3 separate regions of the Zea mays genome follow, and all the other regions are linked to region 2. The links are chromatin contacts, called in public Hi-C maps. All regions are on one chromosome and are shown on one strand. Each heading gives the region's core, a stretch centred on a gene start, on an enhancer-like site or on the middle of the called end of the contact. The rest is flanking DNA. Distances are from core to core; before and after follow the strand shown.

What was found. Hi-C and Micro-C count contacts between places; a contact is called where the count stands out from the background.
Region 1: a contact with region 2 is called in a Hi-C map of tassel, with 2.9 times the contacts expected there. The contact joins the enhancer-like site here to the promoter of LOC100382198 in region 2. A contact is called at or near these places in 4 of 25 Hi-C or Micro-C datasets (ear, leaf and tassel).
Region 3: a contact with region 2 is called in a Hi-C map of tassel, with 6 times the contacts expected there. The contact joins the promoter of LOC100277347 here to the promoter of LOC100382198 in region 2. A contact is called at or near these places in 5 of 25 Hi-C or Micro-C datasets (bundle sheath, ear, endosperm and 2 more).

The regions. Positions count from the first base shown.
Region 1 is chr6:95,853,437-95,858,007 of Zm-B73-REFERENCE-NAM-5.0, reverse strand. LOC100217264 reads right to left here. Exons shown (of 20, transcript NM_001359568.1): 16 at 4,119-4,319; 17 at 3,900-4,034; 18 at 3,694-3,816; 19 at 3,328-3,543; 20 at 2,736-3,226. The coding sequence ends at 3,053. Among protein-coding and RNA genes, the nearest start is that of LOC100217264, 9.9 kb to the right of the region's middle. Within about 2 kb of position 1,502, at least 7 of the 20 cell types and tissues checked have an H3K27ac peak or open chromatin away from gene starts, as enhancers often do. A contact at or near this core is called in tassel, where this site is marked.
Region 2 is chr6:96,063,729-96,068,785 of Zm-B73-REFERENCE-NAM-5.0, reverse strand. LOC100382198 reads right to left here and starts at 1,883. Exons shown (of 19, transcript NM_001361632.1): 1 at 1,647-1,883; 2 at 1-89. The coding sequence starts at 10.
Region 3 is chr6:95,928,594-95,933,397 of Zm-B73-REFERENCE-NAM-5.0, reverse strand. LOC100277347 reads right to left here and starts at 2,453. Exons shown (of 1, transcript NM_001150939.2): 1 at 1,390-2,453. The coding sequence starts at 2,239. The coding sequence ends at 1,595. LOC103629584 (60S acidic ribosomal protein P3-like) reads right to left here and starts at 4,124. Exons shown (of 2, transcript NM_001329682.1): 1 at 3,847-4,124; 2 at 3,306-3,718. The coding sequence starts at 4,047. The coding sequence ends at 3,557.

The DNA.
Region 1 (4,571 bases), core at 253-2,752, 210 kb after region 2:
AGTCGTTATCCTGGACTTTTGCAGCCTTTGCCGGTACCTGAACATGCTTGGCAGATTGTCAGTATGGATTTTATAGAGGGTCTTCCTCGCTCTGGTGGTGCTAATACTGTGCTGGTGGTGGTTGATTTGTTCTCCAAATATGCTCATTTTATTCCATTGTCGCATCCATTTACTGCTCTTAAGGTGGCTCAATTATTTGTGGATTCCGTTTATCGGCTCCATGGACTGCCACATTCCATTGTGTCGGACAGGGATCGGATTTTTACTAGTAAACTTTGGCAAGAGCTGTTTCGGTTGGCTGGTACTACTCTACGGATGAGTTCATCTTACCACCCTCAAACGGATGGGCAGACTGAACGCGTTAATCAATGTTTGGAGACCTTCCTTCGGAGTTTTGTCCATGCTTGCCCGTCAAAATGGATTCAGTGGCTGTCCTTGGCTGAGTATTGGTATAACACAGCATTTCATTCTTCCCTGGGCAGATCTCCCTTTGAGGTGCTTTATGGGCGTCAACCGCGTCATTTGGGTTTGTCCTTGGCTGATGCTTCAGTTTCAACTGACTTGCAGACATGGCTTTCTCAACGAGAGCTGATGGTTAGTCTTGTCAGGCAACACCTTTTGAGGGCTCAACAGCGTATGAAATCGCAGGCTGATAAGCGCCGATCTGAGCGGGAATTTCAAGTGGGTGATAAGGTTTATCTTAAACTACAGCCGTATGTCCAGTCTTCTGTGGCTACAAGGGCTAATCATAAGCTGAGTTTTAAATATTTTGGTCCTTACACCATATTGGAAAGAGTTGGCAAGGTTGCTTACAAGCTCCAGTTACCTCCGTCAGCAACTGTTCATCCTGTGATACATGTTTCGCAGCTTAAAGGGTCTGTTGGGAATCAACAAGTGAGTGCAGTGTTGCCTGATTTGACCGACAGCACTCAAATTCCATTCCGGGCTCTGGACCGTCGCGTCATTCATCGTGGTTCGTCTTCGATTCAACAAGTGCTTATCCAGTGGTCCGATGGCGATGAGGTTTTGTCAACTTGGGAAGATGAAGAGGCTTTGCGGACACGGTTTCCAGATGCGCCCGCTTGGGGGCAAGCGGCCTTTCAACGGCGGGGGAATGTCAGCAGTTCTTCAGCCGTGGCGGGAGAAACTTGTGCTGAAGAAGCGGTACAGGAAGCTGAAGCCAAGGAGAAGCGCAAGAGAAGGCCTAGTGTTCGGATTTCTGGTGCTGAGTGGGTCGTGTAATGGGCCGTGGGCCGAGTTGGTGTGGGCCGTGTGCCATTTGCGCTACTGTAATGGACAGGGGTATAAACCTGTAGACTGATGCTATGCGAGACAGGAAGGAAATGAATAACAAATAATTCCTCCTCACCTGCGCTTCTTCCTTGCTGTACTGGCTGTCGTTGCCGCAGGGAAGACGAGCACCTCACACTAATGAACGATAGAATGGTAAACCAGTATCATTGGATTCAGTGTGTTCTACTTCTGCCAGGACAAGGAAGTAGGGCATTCAGATCCACTCACTAGTCTTGCATTGCATTGCACGCACATCTTCCGGACATTTGCTCAATGCTAGTATGTTTCAAAACGAGGTGAAGGGACGTTCAGATCTATAGAGCTCGAAGCACATTTTTTTTGGCCGATACGAGCTTAGCCCGCTTAAAATGGATCCAGATCGGTCCGGTGCGAATAAGTGGATCAGAACCAGACAGATAATTAATTCCGGCAGGCTGGCTCGGCCCAACCCATTTAGCGCTTAGCCCGTTTTTTTACTAACCCGTGCTTTTTGGCCCGCCGAGACTATTTTTCTGTGCTTACCATGTCGGGCCAGACCGAGCGACCCGTTTGGACATCACTATTCAGATCCAGATCTATTTGGTTTATATCTATCGATGAGTGTTCGTTTCTATACTTTCTAAGCAACAATTCTCATTAACTAGTGATGTCCCAAATGCAAGGTCCATGTTCAGACTTAGCGCAAGTATGGAACAGGGGTAGGAGTCCATCACTAAGAATTGATGAACGTGAACATGGAGACACACTACACTACCACCATCATCACAGATCTCTAACCAACCAAATAAATCGGGCCTGTAGTAAGATGGGGAAAAAAAACAAGTACAAATACAATTTTTTCTCGGTTTCTGTAACAAACAATAAGAACAGCATGACAAGACAAGGATTCATCCTCTGAAGAGGACTGCTCCTCTAATCAGGAAAGCACAACATGAACTGAAGAAATAAAGGTCTATCATCTTACTGCATATTTCTCTTTTCCTCGATCGCTCTAAAAGCAGACAAAACGCAAATCTCGTACGTCCTGTTTGGAACGTGGAGATTTGGTTCGAATCTCACAGGTTTTAGACATAAAATAAATAAATAAATAAATAGCTGAATCCCCCCAAGGAGTTCTTTGTAAGTCTGTATGCTCTTTCCCCACAGTTCACGGAACAAACAGTGAATCAAGACGCCATGCATTCATGCAGCTGCCTACGCTGTCCACCCATGCATGCATGTGGCTGCTTGCTTGCTTGCTATTGCATTCTATCTGTACAAGGTAGAACTGCATCGATCGATGCTCGAGTGAACTGAACTGATCTAGGCGTTGTCGTCTAACATGAGTAAAAGACCTAGTATCAGATGCTCTCACATGAGTAAAATTTAACGAACTTCCACCGCAAATATGAAAGGCTTCTTTGATCCCATCATCTGGTAACTCGACGAGCTACACCAGATCTATCCTTCAAACGTCATTTTTTCTTCATATATTTCTGCAACATGTTACATGTACAGTCTGGTAGAAGGCACTGCTCCCCCACAGTCCCTCTCTACACGTTGCATTGGTGAAAACAACAGCAGCAGCAGCAAAGGGCTCAAAGCCCAACCACGTACAGCTATACATAAAGAATGGGTGTCGAACCCGGTTTGAGTCTCTAGCTAAGACCTCACACGCGGACATACCCCTCTTCTTTCCCTGCAAAATGTGGAAAAATTGCAGGATCTTCCGTTGGGACTATCTTGAGGTGAGGTGGTTGTCGTCCATGTAACTGGACTCCTAACAGCCAGCAGCCCTTAGGAAATTGTCGTACGGGCTCGCCGCCGGTAGCTTCAGAGACTGCTGTTGGAAGTCCTGGCCTGGCTGTGCGTTGTCGCCGTTGGGCCCGTTCATGTACTGTGGGTATCCCTGAACGCTCTCATCAGAGAATGGGTTTGTGCTCTGCGCCCCGGCCTGCTCAAAATTAGACATTTTCATTCATGTTAATACGTTGTCAAAATTAGAAATTATTGAGGGTGAATAAATGGCCTTGCGGATGGGAGGTAGTACTCCACCTGAGGCAACTGCAGGTCTTGGAAAAGGTCCAGCTCCGTCGTCTGGTTGGGCTGGCTGCCTGGCACCCCTGCAGCTTGCACGCTTTGCTGGAAGCTCATGAAGGCAGACATTTTCTGCTGTTTCCCGATCGTCAGGGCTTCGCAGTGGCTAGTCATATCCTTGAATCCAATGTCTGCCGACACTACTCCAGCCTGAGGTGCTGGTTCTGCACCAACCTGAAATAAGTGGCACGATTACAATACGAAAATTATCATGCCAAGTGAACACGAGTTGTAAAGCAAGGCCATCTCAGCATGACCGTACCCCAAGGACAGATAAACCAAGGAAAAGCAAGGAAGAACAGATTTCTTGAATAAAGGCCATACCGTTTCAAGGAGCTGATCGATACTCAGAAGATCTGATGCAGGTACAGAAGATGTGCGAGCTTCTGCGCCTTCCGAAGCTTCCCCAAAAGCATCATGGTCATTCCCCAGGTCAATCAGCAAACCCTGCTGAAAAGAACACACGTTTTTTTTAGCATGGAAAGTAGGAGATGGATGTACGTGTCACTGTGCCAGAATGATGTATATACCTCTTCATGGTGACCAGTCTCATGAAACCCTGAAGGATTATCAACATGCATTTCAAAGAACTGAGTGCTTGTAGGACACATGTCATCGGGAGTGAAATCACTTAGCAGTTGGCTTCTCACATTATGCAACTCCGCCTGCAGATATGGGAAGTCGTCAGCAGCTGCATGGAACTCGGTCAAACAACGAAAACAAGATGCGGCCAGGAAGGTCAACATTACATCCATCATATTTGCAATGTTGTTCATGATTGTGGAGACTATGCATTCTCGAGATTGACTTTCTGACAGTTCTATTTCTGAGAGGGACTTCAGTGCATTAGCGTTGTCCTCTGGTGATCCATATATTTTTGAAGGATCATTTGAACAATCCTTGACAGCTGTAAGTTTGCTCTCATCCACCAAACGAAGGAATGGATCGGCCTAAGCAAAATAGCAAAGAAATGTGAAATATAAGGCACATGCAGAGTCCTCAGGAGTCAAGATGCAACATAAGTACTTTGAAAATCAATACCACAAAACTTCAGTTTTTTTAAAGAGGAGGCTGTCGATTGTATTAAAAAGAAGAAACCAAGTTTGGGCGTTACAACTAAGCAGGGACCCAAAAGGCCCCACCAACAACAGAAAAACGACAAACAAAAAACTAGCAACTAAAACAACTAAAGAGAGTAACCG
Region 2 (5,057 bases), core at 634-3,133:
CCCATCCCATTGTAGGTTGGCAAGTCAGGACAAGCAATGGCAAAAATTCGGACACTCTAGGCTCCTAGTAAGACAGTTAGTATTTTTTTCTGCAGCGTCACAAGTTCAATAAAGAAGATCCAGATTAGTTATATTTATCAGAACTACTGATTCATTCTCAGGACAGTTAAGACAAGTATTTGACATGAAAATCAAATATATATATATATATATATATATATATATATATATATATATATATATATATAACAGGTTACATTTATGCTAAATCAACTAAGGATGAAGTAAATAAACAGGACTCCCTCATATTAGTCCGGCTCGCTGTCAGACAATTATTCAGAGATAAATAGATAATGACTTGACATGATAATCAGATTAACATGACAGCTACCATTTATGTGAGATAAACTGAGGACGGAGTGCAGAAGAGAACTACAAAACCATAACTGAAAAGAATTCGAGCCTCCCACGCTGCATATTAAGTGGCTTGCCAATGAGATTATAACAGGTTACATTTATGCTAAATCAACTAAGTATGAAGTAAATAAACAAACAGCAAAAGAAAGGACTCACTCATATTAGTCTGGCTCGTTGTCAGACAATTATTCAGAGATAAATAGATAATGACTTGACAATTGACATGATAATCAGATTAACATGACAGCTACCATTTATGTGAGATAAACTGAGGATGGAGTGCAAAAGAGAACTACAAAACCATAACTGAAAAGGGTTCGAGCCTCCCACGTCGTGTATTAAGTGGCATGCCAATGAGATGAGCAAGTAGCTAGTTTACCAGACAACACACCCAGAAATGCAACAGTTGCATCTGAAAAATGTGAGCATTACACATGGACAAATCGCAGCTTCAAAACCTTGACCTTGTCCTCACTCCCCGCAGGGTCTCCCACGTGTTGCAACTTTTCCCATCATAATTCAGGAAACCGTCACAACAGCTCGCAAAATCCCTGGCCTGTAAAATTTGACGTGCGGGGACCACTGAAGCTCGCTCAAGGACAGGACACAAGAAAACACCACGGGAACGACGTCTGCATCATCAAGCACGCCGCTTCCACAATCAACACCACAAGAGTCAAGAACAGTACAGAAGCACGCCCCCCGAATTCCAAGCCGCTGAACAACACATGAACAGCATGATTCGAGCAATCCTACTTGTTAAGCTGAGGAACAGTACAAGGCCCGGAAGCCGGAAGGTGCCAGTTGGAGGGGCGAACCATGATCTTTCGCATGATTCCAACACCAAGGGGACGCTGTTTCAACTGCTTTACTTGATCATCAAAGGCCCCATGCACGCACAATCAATCTCCACTAGTGCGGTCTAGTGCGCAAGAAACAGAAGGAAATTTATACAATACCGCATAAAGACGCGTTAGCCTGATCGAACGAGTCATTTCCTCACCAACCCCAACCCCTTCGGTAGGCACCCGTACCCGTAATCCCAACGCAAAATCGAGGCAAGAACCAGATGTAACGCCCAAAGGGGAGCGGAGATTACACCGGAACCGGCCGTGCAACCGCTCAAAGTGGCAAACCCCACTCCGGCAATCGCAACACACGGCGGGGATTCAGACCCCGACCCCCAAGAAATCGCGGAGATGAAGGGGAAGAAGATAAAAGGCTGTTACCTCGAATCGCTGAGCACGCGCGAGGAAGAGGGGAATTCGGCGGTTTCCGCCGGGCGCCCTACGCCGCGCGCGTCCAAATTGAACCGGGCGACGGAATCGCGGAAGAGGGAAAAGGGAAACAAAAAGAAACGGAGAGGATCAGGTCTGTTTGTGAGGTGGTGCGAGAGTACATAAATTTCTCGTCGTCTTTACACGAGGAAGAGCTTTGCGCGAGCAGAGAAAGTGTATGAGAGGACAGGGAAGAGCTATACGCAGGAGGGAGTATTTATTCCGGGAGTCCGTGACGACGAGACTGGTTTGCATCCAGGCCGGCAGACCCCGACGGCTCGTCGCTATTGTGGATTCCGCTCCGCCACGACAAGTCGTTTTTTTGGAATCCCGTTCGTCTTCCGCCCGCCGGTCCCGTACTCCCGTCCCCTTGCATGCGGTTTCTTCCTCCTCACTCACCTTCCTGTGCGCTGCGGGAGCACGACAGCCGCAGCGATATCGAGCCTCACAGCATGCTTTTCAGGGAGAACGCGTTTGTCCGTCAATGGCCAACGGGGAAAAATTGTTCGCCGTGTGGTCTTTGACCCTTTTGTGGTGTGGATGAGATGGACGCTGACGATTGCAGGTTCTAGACGAATTCAGTGCAGAATGGTGTGCGCAACATAGACGACGACGACGGCGACGCTTTGGTTTTAACGAAACAGAGATCAGAGAAATGGATATAGGCTTTCTAATCAAAGGCTGTTTGCATAATTCGACTTATTTCAGTGTATAATGCCCAGCAGAAGTGTCAATATTGAATGGACGCTAGTGGTATTTAGGGCTACTTTGAAACCTCAAATCCGTTCGGGAAGGGAATTGATGTGTAAATAAAGTAATTTTCTCTCCAATCCTCTTTAATCCTGGAAGAGATTTAACATCAGAATTTGAGTTTCCAAACTAGCTCTTACGGGAAAAAATCTTAACTAAAAGACATATGGATTAAATGGACGGTAGTGTCATTTAGAAAAAAATAAAATTCGATGATAGATAACGAACCTCGATTTTAGGAGTGCCTTATAAGAAAACCATCTATATTTGGCATTACTTTGTTCTATTTTAGAGTAGTTTTACTCCAAATCTTTAGGATGGATCAACTATGTTGTAGAGTTTTAGTGATGTTTGAGTAGAAAATGGTTTCTAGCTACAGGAAGACGGTTTTTACAAGTGAAAATACATCCTCATCAGTGGTTGCCGATGGAGGGAGGAGGAGGCACGGTGTAATACCTAACTTGTGGATAATAAGAAAAAGATTTTGCTTGTATTACCCTAATCTCCTTATATTATTGCCCCTTACTCATGAGAACATAAAGATAATCATATTTTGGGTGAATAAATTAATAAAAAATACATAAATAATATATGCACCATGTTGAAGATTTTGCTTGTGCACTTAATTATAATAATGAGATAGTAATGTTGGAATTAGGGTTTGACCTAATTTGAACTCTAGAAATTTAAAGTGACATAGGAGAGAAAAGGAAAATACTATACAAATATAAAGAAAATATATATAAATGAACATACCTGTTCATACTGGTATTTGAATTTGTGCATTTAATCCAAGTATGAACTTCACAACAAAATTTGAATTCAAATATTTGAAATCTAAAAATAAAAAAGAAAACAAAACAAAAAAAGAAAAAGGGAAAGAAAAAGAAAATGCGTGATGGGCCAAAACCCCAGTCGGCCCATTTACATCTTCTCGCGCAATGGCCCATCTCGGCTCTCCGCGCGCGCTGACCTCGCGCGTCAATGGCATGACGGGCCCACCTGCCATCCACTTACCGCGCGCAACTCAATCACTCTCGCTGTCGGGTGGGCCATCCCTGTCGGCTTCGTCCCCTCAACCACCTCGCGACTGTCGTGGCTGAGCTTGCGGCGCCACGATCCCTGCGGGCTTGGCGCAATCCGACCTTGAAAGGGAAATGTGCCCTTGGGCAATTTCTATAATGTTTTGGTGATTAAGTGTCCAACACATTTAATTAAAATCTAATGTGCCAAATACAGGGAGAAGTGAAAATCAAGAAAAAAAGGTATGTTTCTAGACTTGGTGAATTGCTTTTGTGTACTAACATGGTTATCCAAGTGCTAGAAACAGTGACTAAAGAATAAGAAAGGAAAAGGGAAAAGCTTGGCTCTATGCAGCCAATCCTCGGCTCGGTCTGACACATCGGACAGTGTCCGGTGCGCTAGGCTGGTCCGCGTAAACTCGCCGCTCTCGAGATTCGACGGCGGCGTACGGCTATAATTCACCGGACTGACCGGTGAGCCAACGGTCGCCAGCGCCAACGGTCGGCCGCGCAATCTTCGCGCGACATGTGGAGTGCTCCAACGGTCAGCTGGTGCACCGGACTGTCCGGTGTGCACCGTACAGTGTCCGGTGCGCCAATCAGCCTAGAGGAGCAACAGTCGATATGCCAAATTTGGAAGGAGATCGCGCACCGGACCGTCTAGAGGACCTGTCCGGTGCGCCACTCGATAGAAGGCAAGGATAGCCTTCCAAGTTGGTCTCCAATGACTCCTAGCTGCCTTGGGGCTATAAAAGGGACCCCTAGGCGCATGGAGGAGTCACCTAAGCATTCACTAAGCATCCTAAGACTCCAAGACTCCAAATCCACGCATTCGATTCTTTGTGTTAGTGATTTGAGCTCCATTTGAGTTGTGAACTCCGTGTGTTGTGTTTCGAGCTCAAGTCGTGACTTGTGTGCGTGGTTGTGCTGCATATTTGAGTCTTGTGTGTGTTGCTCTTCCCAACCTTACTCTTGTGCGTTCTTTGTGATCAATATTGTAAGGGCTAGAGGCTCCAACTTGTGGAAATTCCTCGCAAAGGGAAGAAGACTATAAGGAAGAAAGTTGTGGTATTCAAGTTGATCATTGGATCACTTGAAAGGGGTTGAGTGCAACCCTCGTCCATTGGGACGCCACAATGTGGAAGTAGGCAAGTGTTACTTGGCCGAACCACGGGATAAAAATCGCGTGTCTCTTGTGATTGCTTTCTCTATGATTGTTTTGTCCACAAGAACCCGTCTCTCAACTACTTAGCTGTACTAACACTTTAAATTAAGTTTTGTGGCTATTAGTGTTTGATTTTACAGGATCACCTATTCACCCCCCTCTAGGTGCTCTCAATTGGTATCAGAGTCGTACTCTTCACGTAAGGGACTAATCGACCGAAGAGATGGATCCTAAGGGAAAGGGGATGGTGGTCAACGACAAGGAGAAGGAGTCCATCTTCAACGAGCCAAGAGATGACAAGCCCACTGACTCAGGCTCGAGTCACAAGAAGAAGGACGGGAAGAAGAAGAGGCGCATTAAGAAGATTATCTACTACGATAGCGATGCATCTTCTTCTTCACCAAGGGACGATGACGACTCTTCGTC
Region 3 (4,804 bases), core at 1,204-3,703, 140 kb after region 2:
CTTTATGATACATTCAACGACTTCCCCATACTTCACGCTTGTATTTGTTGTTGGGACAATAGTACGTGGTTACTTTTGCATCCCTTTTTTTACTTTCTTGCTTCTTCGCTGCAATACCAGTCTCCCTCTGCTTATTCAACTTCCTTCTTAAGAAAGTATTGCCAATGTAAATTATCTGTCTTCACCCTAACGTATCGTCACAGAACATTGTAATCATTGTGAACTAACATTTTATCGAACAATTTACTTGTCGTCGCCGTCGCAACGCACGGGCACTATACTAGTTGATTTATAAAAGTCGTCGGGTACCAAAAAGATAATTCTTTCCAAATTAAACGGTGGACATACACGCATAATCTCGTTGTTGACACAGCCCATACTTGGCCTGAATGTGTTTCTTGAAAAGAAGGGACGAGTTTGACAACGGTGTTTTGTTTGTGTGTGTGAGCGCCGCGGCCGGGGGTTGCTGGGCCGGAAGTAATAGGCCGTTAACGGGCCATGGTAGACCGGACACGATGCCAAAACGGTTGCTGGGCTGGATACCGAGCGCGCCGTGCTCGGTGCTCCCCCAACGGCGAGATCTCCTCCCATTCTCCCCACCTGACCAGGCACGGGCCGTCCGGGACCCATCCGCGCAGTCCGCGCAGCGCATGTGGCCATGTGAAGACTGCACCGACGCTGAATCCCGGCTTGTACTCTACTAGTAGCCATGTGAAGGAAGGAACAACTTGAAGCGTCCGCGGACGGTTCTTCTTGGTGCCCTTCTCCGAAATGTGTGGTGAGATTTGGGCCCATGGAAAAGGTCTTCAGGAGCACCATTAACTAGAGCTTTCTTAGAACGAAAAGGTGTTCACCACAAATGACAAACCGTTGGGACACAGACATCAAATCATAAGATGATAACGACTTGCAATTTGGTGGCCACTGATATACAGGTAGTTATATTTCAAAAAAAAAGATATACAGGTAGTTAACATATATAGAGGGTAAAACGCTCTCTCCTTTCTTTTTCACAATATAAAGAAGAAGAAAAATACATGGCTGCATCATAAGATATGTTTATGGTCGAGTTTTTTTTTGCATGAAGAAAGCTTGAGAGAGTGAAAAGGGGCAGGGCAGGTAGGTAGGTGGCAAACAATTTAAAACGGAACCCAGTAGTAGTACAGCGCAACAACTGCAAGTTTATTACGTAGACCACACACAAACAACAGGGTCCGTGACAGTTGGAACTGAAGCAACCAAGAAATTTTTTTTGAGAGGAACCCAAACACTCATTAATATTGCAGAGGAAAGAGTTGATCGAACGGTGTACCTGCAGAGCGGGAACAAGAACGCTTCGGAAGGAACAATTAACACTTGAAGAATCCAATTGTCAACTTTATTATTCGTTCATTCACAGATGAGAAATTCATTCATGTTTTTTTTTGAATCATGTAATAATCCATGACCACGATCAGATTACCATATGCACACAGAACATAGCAGGAGTAGTATATACATACACACCACAGCACCGACAGAGGATGGGCAGGATGTCTTATTCGCAAATTGGAACCCTTCCCAATTTGCCAAACCGAGGACGACGAGATGGGAATCAGATCTCCTCGACCACGATCCAGTCCTCCTCGCCGTCGGAGAACTCCAGCGCGATGGTGGTGCCAACCATGCAGAACCCCATGTCGTCGCCGTCGTCCTCCACCTCCTCCTCCTCGCCATCCTTGGCATCCAGCAGCCCCTGCTCTTCAACTGCCTGAATCTCTCCTACAGCATCCACGCCGTCCTCCTCTTGCCCGCGGCCGACGAAGAGGTCGTAGAGGTCAGAGAGCCGGCCGTCGGGCGCCGCTCCGCCCTCGTCGTCGTCCTCCTCCTCCTCGTGCCAGCTGCTTCCACCGGCCAGGTACGCCAGCAGGGAGGAGGCGGACGCGCCGCTGTACCCGGGGCCCTGGTCGACGACGCGCCAGGACACGAGGCGGTGGTTGAGCGCGACGTCGCAGGCGCGCAGCTTGCGCGCGCCCTTGGCCTTGTCGCGCGCCTTGGAGACCGGGTGCGCGTGGCAGCCCGCGCACCGGGCCCGCCGGCACTTGCCCGTGCTCCGGGACGCGTTCGTCGGCTTCCTCGCCGCCGCCGCCGCCGTTTCCACGACCGCGTCGGCGTCGGAGTTGTCGTCGCCGGCGGCCGTCCTCAGCACCTTGCTGCGGCTGCCCCGGACGGCGCCGTGCTGCCATCCGTCCCTCTTCATCGTCCGGCTTCGGCTGGGATTGCGGGTTTCGTGGGGGGTGGCTTGTTTGGTTGGAGGAGCGAGGAGAGGAGGTAGTTGGCGATGGCAATTGGCAACTAACTATACAAGCAAGGGGAAAGGGCAGGACCATCAGACCATGCGCGTGTGGATGGTTGGGCAAGTGTGTTGGAGTCGCCAAGGCCAACCATGGCCGCACCGCACCGGTGGTTTGGTTGGTCGGTTCTCGGTTGGGTGGGACTTGGGGTACAAGTATTGGAGGTAGAAGTGGTGGGCAAGCAAGCAAGAGTGTGGACCGGATCAGGAAACCCAAATCAAATGGGAGGTCGGTCAAGGAAGCTAATTCTATTCTTCATTGCACTAATACAAAAAGGTATTCTTTTTTTACGCGGTTGCTTTCGGGACTATAATACATTATATTATATTATAATATGTTATATGATAATATAATATTTTTTAAAAAAAATTAATTTTTTCCTAAGAGAAAGGGTCAGTTCGTTGATTGAAACAGGGTTACAAACAGAGAGTGCAGTAGACTGAATCTCCTCACAAGGTTGTAGGTCCTGACACGATGTTACGTTCCTTGGAGGAATCGAGAGAGAATTCCAGACTTTCTTCTCCTCTTCATCCCGTCCCGTGCGACGTGCGCGCCGCAGCACGATTCCTAGGCTATTTTTCTTCTACGGACTCCGAAACAACCAACCGGCGACGTACGGAACCGATAACTCAAGTAGGATGTAAATACGAAAATACTCTGATCCCAAAACACATGTCATATCGCCATTCGTTTCTGAAATCAACACCACCCATGTTTTCCACTCGTCTCATCCAAACTATTTGTTTTAGACAAATTCGTAACCGATCCCAAAACTAGACTAGATTTTACATCCCACATGTTCTACAGTTTTCCCCCCACACCTACTCCGGTCCTCCCTCGGTGGTCGGTGCAACAGGCGAGTGGGCCCGAGGGACAAGAGTGGCCGCTACTGCCAATCCATCTGTGCTCTGGAGGACAGCAGCAGCATACAAGATAGCTGACTCAGAATCTGACAGTTTGTGATGATGTAAATGCTTGTCAGTTTGAAACTCCAGTGCTGCTTTCATATAATTGCGTCGATTTTACAGCTCTACACAAGTCATTGTTTAATCTACAGTATTGTGCGTACGCAATATATATTCGTGAATTTTGGAGAAAATTTTTCATTCCAGACAACGTATCAAGCTCTCACATGTGGGACTGGAACAAAAAGGCCGCTTGAGCTCTTCACGTTTCGCGACACGACCGAACAGCAACCATGCACACGCAGCTTAACTCTGTCTCTAGTCGAACAGGGAGAATCCCATGTCGTCGTCGCTCTCTTCCTTCTCCTCTTCCTTCTTCTCCTCCTTGGGAGCTTCGGCCGCAGCACCACCCGACGCGGCGGCGGACGCGCCGCCGCCGCCGCCGCCACTAACCATCATCGCGCCACCACCGACGATCACCTGCACAGGGTTAAGCATTCAACATCTGGATGTGTGGGTGATGGACAAAAAACTACAGCCTAGACCCATCGCTGCCCAATACAGGGACACATCTTGCCCAAACGTTGGATCAGCGTCGGCGAGCGGACCTGGAAGACGGCGGAGCTGGGGGTGACCATGGAGAAGGACGACTGGACGCCGGACGCGGAGTCGGCCGCGGAGGCGGAGGCGACGAGGCGGCGCTGCAGCTCGTAGGGGGTGGCGGCGGACGCCTCGATCTCGCCGGAGTGCTGCTTGGCGGTCCACTCGCCGCCGCCGGCGCTGCGGCACACGAAGGTGTAGACGCCCATCTCTCTTCGCTGGTTCCCTGCGTGCGTGCGTGCGCGGCGGCGAGGGTGTCAGGGAAGAAGGGGGCGGAGGCTTTGGTGGGGCGAACCCTAGCGATGGGTGGGCCGGTTTTATGTGTAGTGGTTGTTTTCCTGGGCCCATGCTGGCGCGGGAAGAGCCGCGTTGGTGGGTCGGACTAGGACTTTTCTGGGCTTAGCTGTTGCCCTGCTGGGGCCTGGGGCGATCGAGGAAAATATTTCAGTGCCTCGACCCATATGCTAGCTCTTTCGCGTATGCTAGAATCTTATAATAGACATGAACACTACAATACCTATGACTAATCAAAAACAACTTCACATCAAGCAATACACACGTAGGTACTCTATCCATGTGTTTGGTTGCAGTATGAGTCTAGCCAGTCCGGTATGAGTCTAGCCAGTATCGTTAGAATCAGGATGAGTCCATGCAAGCGATTTTGTTTGGTTAACACGTTATCAGCACGCTCTACCTCGACGTTACTGCGAGATCAGATCTGCATCAACTCTCCGTCAAGCCGGCATGTCTTCGGCCTAGCCGAACTGTCCTATGCGACAGGCTTCGATTTCCTCTACGCAATTATGCGGTATGTTTAAATTGGATATAGTATTTTTGATCTGCCAATGTGTGCGCGTTGTGATCCATGCGCCAAGAACTTGTCATCGTTGTGCCACGCCTACGCCGGAAGCGTTCGCGTCGGAGCCTCGCCGGGAGACGGGGCTACGCCAAAGTCACACCTAGTCG